2 separate regions of the Mus musculus genome follow, and region 1 is linked to region 2. Evidence: chromatin contacts called from public Hi-C data. All regions are on one chromosome and are shown on one strand. Each heading gives the region's core, a stretch centred on a gene start, on an enhancer-like site or on the middle of the called end of the contact. The rest is flanking DNA. Distances are from core to core; before and after follow the strand shown.

The links. Hi-C and Micro-C count contacts between places; a contact is called where the count stands out from the background.
Region 1: a contact with region 2 is called in a Hi-C map of embryonic stem cells, with 4 times the contacts expected there. The contact joins the enhancer-like site here to the promoter of Dnaaf2 in region 2. A contact is called at or near these places in 9 of 39 promoter capture datasets (the 3T3-L1 cell line, 3T3-L1-derived adipocytes, the C10 cell line and 4 more), 3 of 15 datasets of contacts at CTCF or cohesin (the NIH/3T3 cell line, large pre-B cells and pro-B cells), 57 of 484 Hi-C or Micro-C datasets (B cells, the Ba/F3 cell line, the C10 cell line and 32 more), 14 of 115 datasets of contacts at active chromatin or transcription factors (the 230-238 cell line, the HPC-7 cell line, T-cell acute lymphoblastic leukemia and 7 more) and 4 of 9 other capture datasets (adipose tissue, embryonic stem cells, liver and 1 more).

Annotation. Positions count from the first base shown.
Region 1 is chr12:69,699,259-69,702,903 of GRCm38.p6, forward strand. It overlaps L2hgdh (L-2-hydroxyglutarate dehydrogenase), which reads right to left. Exons shown (of 10, transcript NM_145443.2): 7 at 2,945-3,112; 8 at 2,026-2,183; 9 at 228-359. Among named protein-coding and RNA genes, the nearest start is that of Sos2, 19 kb to the left of the region's middle. Within about 2 kb of position 2,268, at least 7 of the 459 cell types and tissues checked have an H3K27ac peak or open chromatin away from gene starts, as enhancers often do. A contact at or near this core is called in embryonic stem cells, where this site is marked.
Region 2 is chr12:69,196,103-69,199,768 of GRCm38.p6, forward strand. Dnaaf2 (dynein, axonemal assembly factor 2) reads right to left here and starts at 2,327. Exons shown (of 3, transcript NM_027269.4): 1 at 390-2,327. The coding sequence starts at 2,183. 9330151L19Rik (RIKEN cDNA 9330151L19 gene) reads left to right here and starts at 1,109. Exons shown (of 2, transcript NR_033222.1): 1 at 1,109-1,513; 2 at 1,626-3,666.

The sequences.
Region 1 (3,645 bases), core at 1,018-3,517, 500 kb after region 2:
CATATAATAATAATATAAAAAAGACTCAGTCAAAGTGGCACACAGAGAAACCCTGTCTCAAAAACAAAACCAACAAAATGGACAGATGAGTCTGAAGAACTAAAGGCTATGATACAGTAGTGCAAGAGGGATGCTAGCCTCTTGGGAAAAAGAGAGCAAAGATTCTGAGGCTGTGCCATCTGAGCGAGGGCTATCACCAGCCAGGCCTCCCTCTCACATTGCCTTACCGAAGGACATCGCTGATGGTGATTTCAGGAATGAACTTTTGAAGATGCTTCACTGTTTCACTGAGAAAACAGGCTTTATACATTTCATTAACTCCATAAGAGAAATGCTGGAACACCAGGTTAATGAAGCCGCTAAGAATGAAGGAAAGAAAAAAAACACCCTTGAGATAGAGGAATCTTTTATTACTATAAAATATCTATACGTTTTAGAAAAAGTTACATAGTAAAGAAACTTTTGGCTAATATAAGGAGAGGAATTCACTCATATTCAAAATTTATAAGGAACTCGACTTCAGAATGGTAGTCTTGCTAGTGTTCAGGCTTTCTAATGCTTTCAATACACTAAAGAGGCGTCTTTAAAACAGTGCGACACTTACCCTAGTTTAGTCTGGCAGAGGCACAATATTCTAGTAGTAGTTCTTAAGTGAGATTCTGTACACATGCTAAGAAGGTCAACCTAATCCTCTGTTAAGAGCCTGCAGAGGGTAAAGCCCATACATAATTTAAAATGCTTTCCACTGGTTGTATATAAACTCTTCTGAAGAGAAAGACTGCTAAACAGACCAGCGGGCTGGGAGAAAGCGCATTTGGTAACTATGTGTTTGCCAAGCATACTCAAGAAGGTGAAGGAGAAATAGCCCCCTGGGGCTTGCTGGCCAGCTGGTCTAGATGAATCAATGAGCTCCTAGTTGAGTGTGTCTCCAAAACAAAATAAGGAGGATAATGACTGAGGAAGACACCTGGTTGGCAACTCCCCTAGGCCTCACCTGGTTGGCAACTCCCCTAGGCCTTGCCCAACCTGCCAGGTACAAGCCAAACCCCACTCTTCCTGTCTCTGTCTCCCCCCACCCCCTTTTAACCAGGCCCTTTCCCTTCCTCCAATAACCTTCCCTTTGTACTGAACTATGGTATGGCAGTGACTCCTCAGGGCAGCACCCTGGCCAGGCCCACTGAGATGCTCCCTCCCACTGCATTATACCGCCATTTATAAAGCACAACACACTTGACATCAAACTATGGCCTACACATACACATGCATGTGGCACACCCACACACATGTGCATGCACACAGGAAAACCCAAATATAAGGCTATTTCTTAGAACAGTGTCATAAGTCTATATGGTATCAACCTTAGATACACACACACACACACACACACACACACACACACACACAAGTGTATGTGCCATTTCATTAGTAAATTTTATCTAACAGCTTACAAAACAATGGTGACTAGCTTGAAATGGTCTTTTCAAAGTTGTTTCTGGTCTTTTAGTAACATTTAAGATATGAACTACCAGATTTTATTTTATTTTATTTTTGTTTTTTGATACAGGGTTTCTCTGTGTAACCCTGACTGTCCTGGAACTCACTTTGTAGACCAGGCTGGCCTTGAACTCAGAAATCTGTCTGCCTCTGCCTCCCAAGTGCTGGGATTAAAGGTGTGTGCCTCCACTGCCTAGGACAAGAAACTACTTTTATTTATGAATGACTTTGGCCTTACTTTCCTTTTAGCTAAGACGTTATTACCCTGGTTCATCAAAATCTTTTGTGAGGCAGTAAAGCATTACACTTGGAAAAACCCTCTTGCTGGTATGTACAAGGTTCTGCCTTCAATCCTTAGCATCAAAACCAAATAATCAAGTTTATGCTTATTACAGAAAGATCTTAATTGGGAATAATAAACAATAACAGTCACATAAATGAAGGTTTAGTCTATCAGAATATCAAAAACTTCTGGAGTTAAAAAAAAAACCAAGTACATAAAATCTTCTTAAAGGTGACAGACATTATTACCTTTTGAGAATTACTTCCATAACATCTCTGGCATCGAAGTCAAAGGGTCTGTAACCTTCCCGTTTAAAGGCAAGCACTGCATTAGGCCCTAGCCAAATAGTGCCATCCAACCTGGGCGTAAAGTGAACTCCAAGGAAAGGAAACCGGCTGTCTGGGACCTGCAGACTCAACACAACGATGAACGGTTAGCACAGTTCACGTTCCCGTGTACTGCGCACACAAGCATCTAACTGGTGACGTAAGAGAGCTCCTCCCACACATTTGAACGCGTCACGAGCTGTATTCAGGGAGGATTCTCTATTAACACACATCCTGTTTTTAAATGCTAGTGACATTAATATATATTGTTCCACTTATCCATCTTTCTGGGAAAGGGAGAAAAGATGAACTGTCATAATCTTGGCTCTTTCTCCTATAAGAGAGGTCTGTGACTGGCAGGCAATTCATGGCTGCCGGGAAGAAATGTACACATCTCCAGCCTAGGCCTCGGGGAAGTGAGCAGCAGCAGACAAGTCAGTCACCAGTGGAGCCTCCCATTCTCCCAGGGACTGGCTCATCAGCAGGGTAACCGCAGGCAGGAGAGCGCGCGCTCCATATACACACCCCCAACTTTTACCTCCTGGAACTGGAGCAGCCATAGCCCCCTGTTCCCAGTGCACTGAAGGCATCAGTATTCCTGCTGCTCTCCCACAGGGGAGGGAGGAGCTGGTTCTTGTACTCCAGGGTGTACTCGTGCTTTCAGAGACATGTGACCCACAGAGCAGAAGGCGGCTTTGGGAACAGACCCACAGCAGGCAGATGATATTATGACGCACACAGCCCTGAAACCCTTTCTAAAGCAGGTAAACATTTTTTATTTTCATTTCCTTTGTGGCTCCGACTAACTTGATAGTGAGAAGACAGAAGGATCATTACTTACCGGATAAATATTTCCTTTTACAAGGTAGCCCTTTTCTGGCTTTAAGACCAGGTAATCTCCCCGGAATGGGACAATTTGAGGGTCAGGATTGCAGCCACTCAACTCTGAAATACGGTCAGAGTAAAGACCAGCACATGTGACAACATATCGACACCGAATCTCCTTTCCCTGGAACAAAATAAAGACGCATGGTTAGTTTCTAAACATGAGAAAGAAAATGTGGCAGCCCTTGTCTGTGGGTGAAACCTTAAAACCCAAAACACGGGGGCTGGTGAGATGGCTAAGTGGGTAAGAGTACCTGACTGCTCTTCCGAAGGTCTGAAGTTCAAATCCCAGCAACCACATGGTGGCTCACAACCACCCATAATGAGATCTGATGCCCTCTTCTGGTGCGTCTGAAGACAGCTACAGTGTACTTACATGTAATAAATAAATAAATAAAGTGTGTGTGTGCACCACCAAAAAAAAAAAAAAAAAAAAGAAAAACCCAAAACACTACAACTGAATGAGGAATTAACAGAGGTTGCAATATAGAAGATGGGTAAAGGAAGTTTGGGTTTAATCAACAAACTATATGCACGTATGGAAACAACACACTGAATCCCATTATATAGTCCATATATGCTGAGATACTTTTCCAGGGACTGGGGGTGGCAGGCATTCTTACTGTATAGCCCTGGCTAACCTAGGCTACCCACACA
Region 2 (3,666 bases), core at 1,077-3,576:
TTTGATATAAACCTCAAACAAAATTACCAAGTGCCCAATCCACACACACACTTGTTTTTTTGAGACAAGATCTTACTAACTATAGTTATAACCTTTTTCTCAGGAGAGACTGAACCCTCAATTTCTTGCATACATTTCCAGAAGTCTAGAGAGAAGTCACTAAAATCCACTGGTTTTCTAGTCGGTGGACCCCGAGTAAACAGGTGTAATACGGGTCAACCGTGAAGGCTTAAGAGCATCCTTAGGATAGAATACGTGCAATCTTCTCTTTGAGAATGAGCTTAGCCTGCACTGTCATCGTATGAATAGATAGAAAATATTTGTTTATGTGCCTGTAACAAAAAATGTTTAAAGTAAGATAGAGTATTTCAAATAGTGAGAACGGTTACCTCCAAAGACTCCTTGTTCAAGCCACAATACCACTCTCGCCAAAGTCCGTGGCTCTCTGGAGATTTTGCCAGTACTATGACTGCATTATTTAAAGAAACGCTAGTCTCGGGTTCTCTGGTACTCAACTTATTCTCTGGAGCAAACTGCAAAGTGCAGGAATAACCCGAGTCTTGTGTAGAGAAGCACAATTCGTAACCGACGGGGCTTAGATGTCCGTGAAGAGTTTGTGGCAGAATCCCAGGCACTTGGATGAGCAAAGTCAAGGAGTCTTCGTCCTGATTACACTGTAAAGGAGGGCACACGGGTGCGATGCTCTCGGTTCCGGGGTCACCCATGGCTGAGCCCGCGGTGTCGTGGCGGGTCCTCTCCTGCTCCTCATTCGTCTGGACACCGGGGTCTCCGCACAGGGATTCGGTGTCGCCGCCCGGGAAAGCAGAGTAAGGGAGGCTTCGGTCCCCAGGAGAAGTCCCTTTCCCGAGGTCTAGAGGTGCCACCGAGTCCCCTCCGAAGTCCTGCTCCGGTTCGGGAACGAGCTCCCCTTCAGCGTGTGCAGCCCCGGGGTCTGGGGCTCCCACACCGCTCTTCTCCCCGTGGTCAGCTCCGGTTCCATCTGCAGACTCTTCCCGCGCCGCTGCAAAATCGCCCGCGGAAGTGCGGGCTACGTCGTCAGTTCCGGTCTCCTCCGCGGGCTCTTCCGGTGTCGCGGCCGGGGGTTCCTGGCGCGCGTCGGCCAGCGCCACCGGCAGCGTGACCACCAGCTGCCGCCGCGCCTTGTTGTACTGTGCCTTGCCGCGGCCGTCGTCCACCGGGTACGGCAGCGAGAGCCGCAGCCGGTAGTCGGGGTTTCTCGAGTCCAGGCACAGCAGCTTCCCCTTCACCTCCAGCTCCGCCCGCTCGACCGAGCGCAGCAGCGGCAGCTCGATGGTGACCACCAGCTCGTGCGGCACGGTGCTCGGGGCCGCGTCGCGCGAGCAGCGGTAATCCTGGAGGTCTACGTGGTGGCGCTGCACCACGGAGCAGCGCGGCTCCGTGGGCTCTGGGCGCTGCACGGCCTCGGGAGCGGGGGACGCGGGCGAGCGGGCAGTGTTCGCCGCCGCTGCCGCGGGGTAGCGGTATGGATATGGTGGGTCCGGGAAAAGCCCTGGTGGCTCCCCCTCGGGCTGGGCCGGGACGCCCCCGGGTAGGGGCGTGCGGAGCACTGCGGCCTCGGGCATCCCCTTGTACTTGATCTTCAGGGTCTTGGCGTTCCTGCGGTCCAGCCTGACGCCGAACTGCTGCTCCACCGCCTCCAGGGCCGTGGCGTCCAGCATTTCGCGGAAGCGCTCGTGGCTCCGGGCCAGCGCCAGCGCTTCGGGGTGGAAGACCACGTCGTAGACGGTGTAGCGGGCGCCGTTGCGGCCGGCATACTGGCGGCCGGGAGCCAGGCTATAGGGCAGGGACCAGTGGCTGCCAGCTGCCGTGCCGCCGCGCCCCGGGCCGGGCCGGCTGCTAGGTACGCCTACCAGTGAGTTGCTGCACACGTTCACGTAGCAGCGGTGCTCCCCGTCCAGGCTGGTACGCAGCACATGGCCCGGCTCAGGGTGCACGAACCGCACATCCACCCCACGCTCCCGCTCCAGGGCTGTGATCTCCTCCTCGTAGCGCCTCCGGTTCTCGGGGTCCGTGATCTCCGCGGCGTACTCGGAGAACATTCGGCGGAACTCTGGGTCCTGAAAGGCGGAGGTGAACCGCTGCACCTCCTCTCTGCTCAGATCCAAGTCCTCCAGCGCTGAGGAGGCCGCCGCCTTGGCCATGGTGACCCACACGGCCCAATGCCCAGACCCAGTGAAGGATCAGGGTGAATTGAGTGTCTAGGATGCGCTTCAGAGTCTGGCTCATGGAGAACTGACCAGTCCAAGAAGGTAACGGCTGGATTGTCAAGGCCGGGCAGCGCGTGCTTTGTTGCCATAGTAACGCCTGGGAGGAGGGGCAGCGATCTGGTAGAAATGCTAGAAATAGGCTCCACTGTTACTTCAAACCAAGCAGACACTACCTGCTACAGGTTTTAAATTACTGTGTCAGGATACGTGTACTTTGCAGTCTATTGTGGTAACTGTCCTCATCTTCAGCGCTGTGTCTTTATCTTATTAACTGTTTAATTTCACCAACAAGAGAGAAGTTTACTAGCTAATTCACAAACCTAACTTTATCTGACTCTCTTTACTTTGTGGAACCAACGTTAGTAAACCCTTACCATTTTCAGGTATTCCACCTTATAGTTGTCTCCCAGAAACCCTTGGGGGCAAAAGATGACAAAACAAATCCCAGAGATTAATAAGCATCAGAAAGGTGTTCGCTTTTTATAATGTAAATGCAAGCTCTCAAATCACTTAGCAAAATTACAGTTTGTCCTGATCAATTTCCTTGGGTTGAGAATAGAATTTATAACTGCGCTTTTTTTTTAAACTAGATATCCTTAGATTGACTCTGTAGTCTCTTAACAATGCTCCACTAGGAACCAATGCAGCAGATGTAGTAGTTACATAATGGAACTTTACTGTGCCAGACTATAGAAACTTGGTTTTGTTACAGGGCTAGGTGTGGGATCCAGGACTTCCCACCTGTGGCCTGAGCTGTACCACTGAGCCACACACCCAGGTCTAGGGTATGGTTACTTATTGATTGCTGGGCAGTCCCAGACCTGTTTTACAAGTGCAGCATTTAGCAGTTTATACTGGCATTACTGCAATCACAAGACCTTTCCCAGGCTTCTCTCTTATGCCTCCTCCTTTTGTGGGAGGGAATGTCCACAGAACCACACCCAGGGCCTCACACCTGAGACAAGCATTCTTTCCACCAATCTGCAGGCCTTCCTCTGTTACATTTTAAGTAGACTGTCCCAAGATTGGGATGACACCTCATCTCCGTTATGCCATCTCTTTCACATGCTAAATATATGTACTCAACTACCATGGTGACTCTGAGTTCAAGGCCAGCCTGGTCTGCAGAGCAAGTTCCAGAAAAGCCAAGGAATCCAGAGAAACGCTGTCTTGAAAACCCAAAACAAGTAAGTAAATAAAACTCAAATAACCAACTTCTGTTTCACATTCTAAGCTTATAGACTCATCAACTGTCCATCAGATGTCTCCATTTGAGTAATAACTGCTTAAGCCCCAGAGGCCTGAAATGGCGTGACTTCCCTTCCTCTTTCATTTTCAGCATTCCAAATTCTTGTTCTTTACTTTCTTTGCCCTTCCTCTGTCAGCTTCCCTATTCATGGACTTGCCAGTGCTGCTC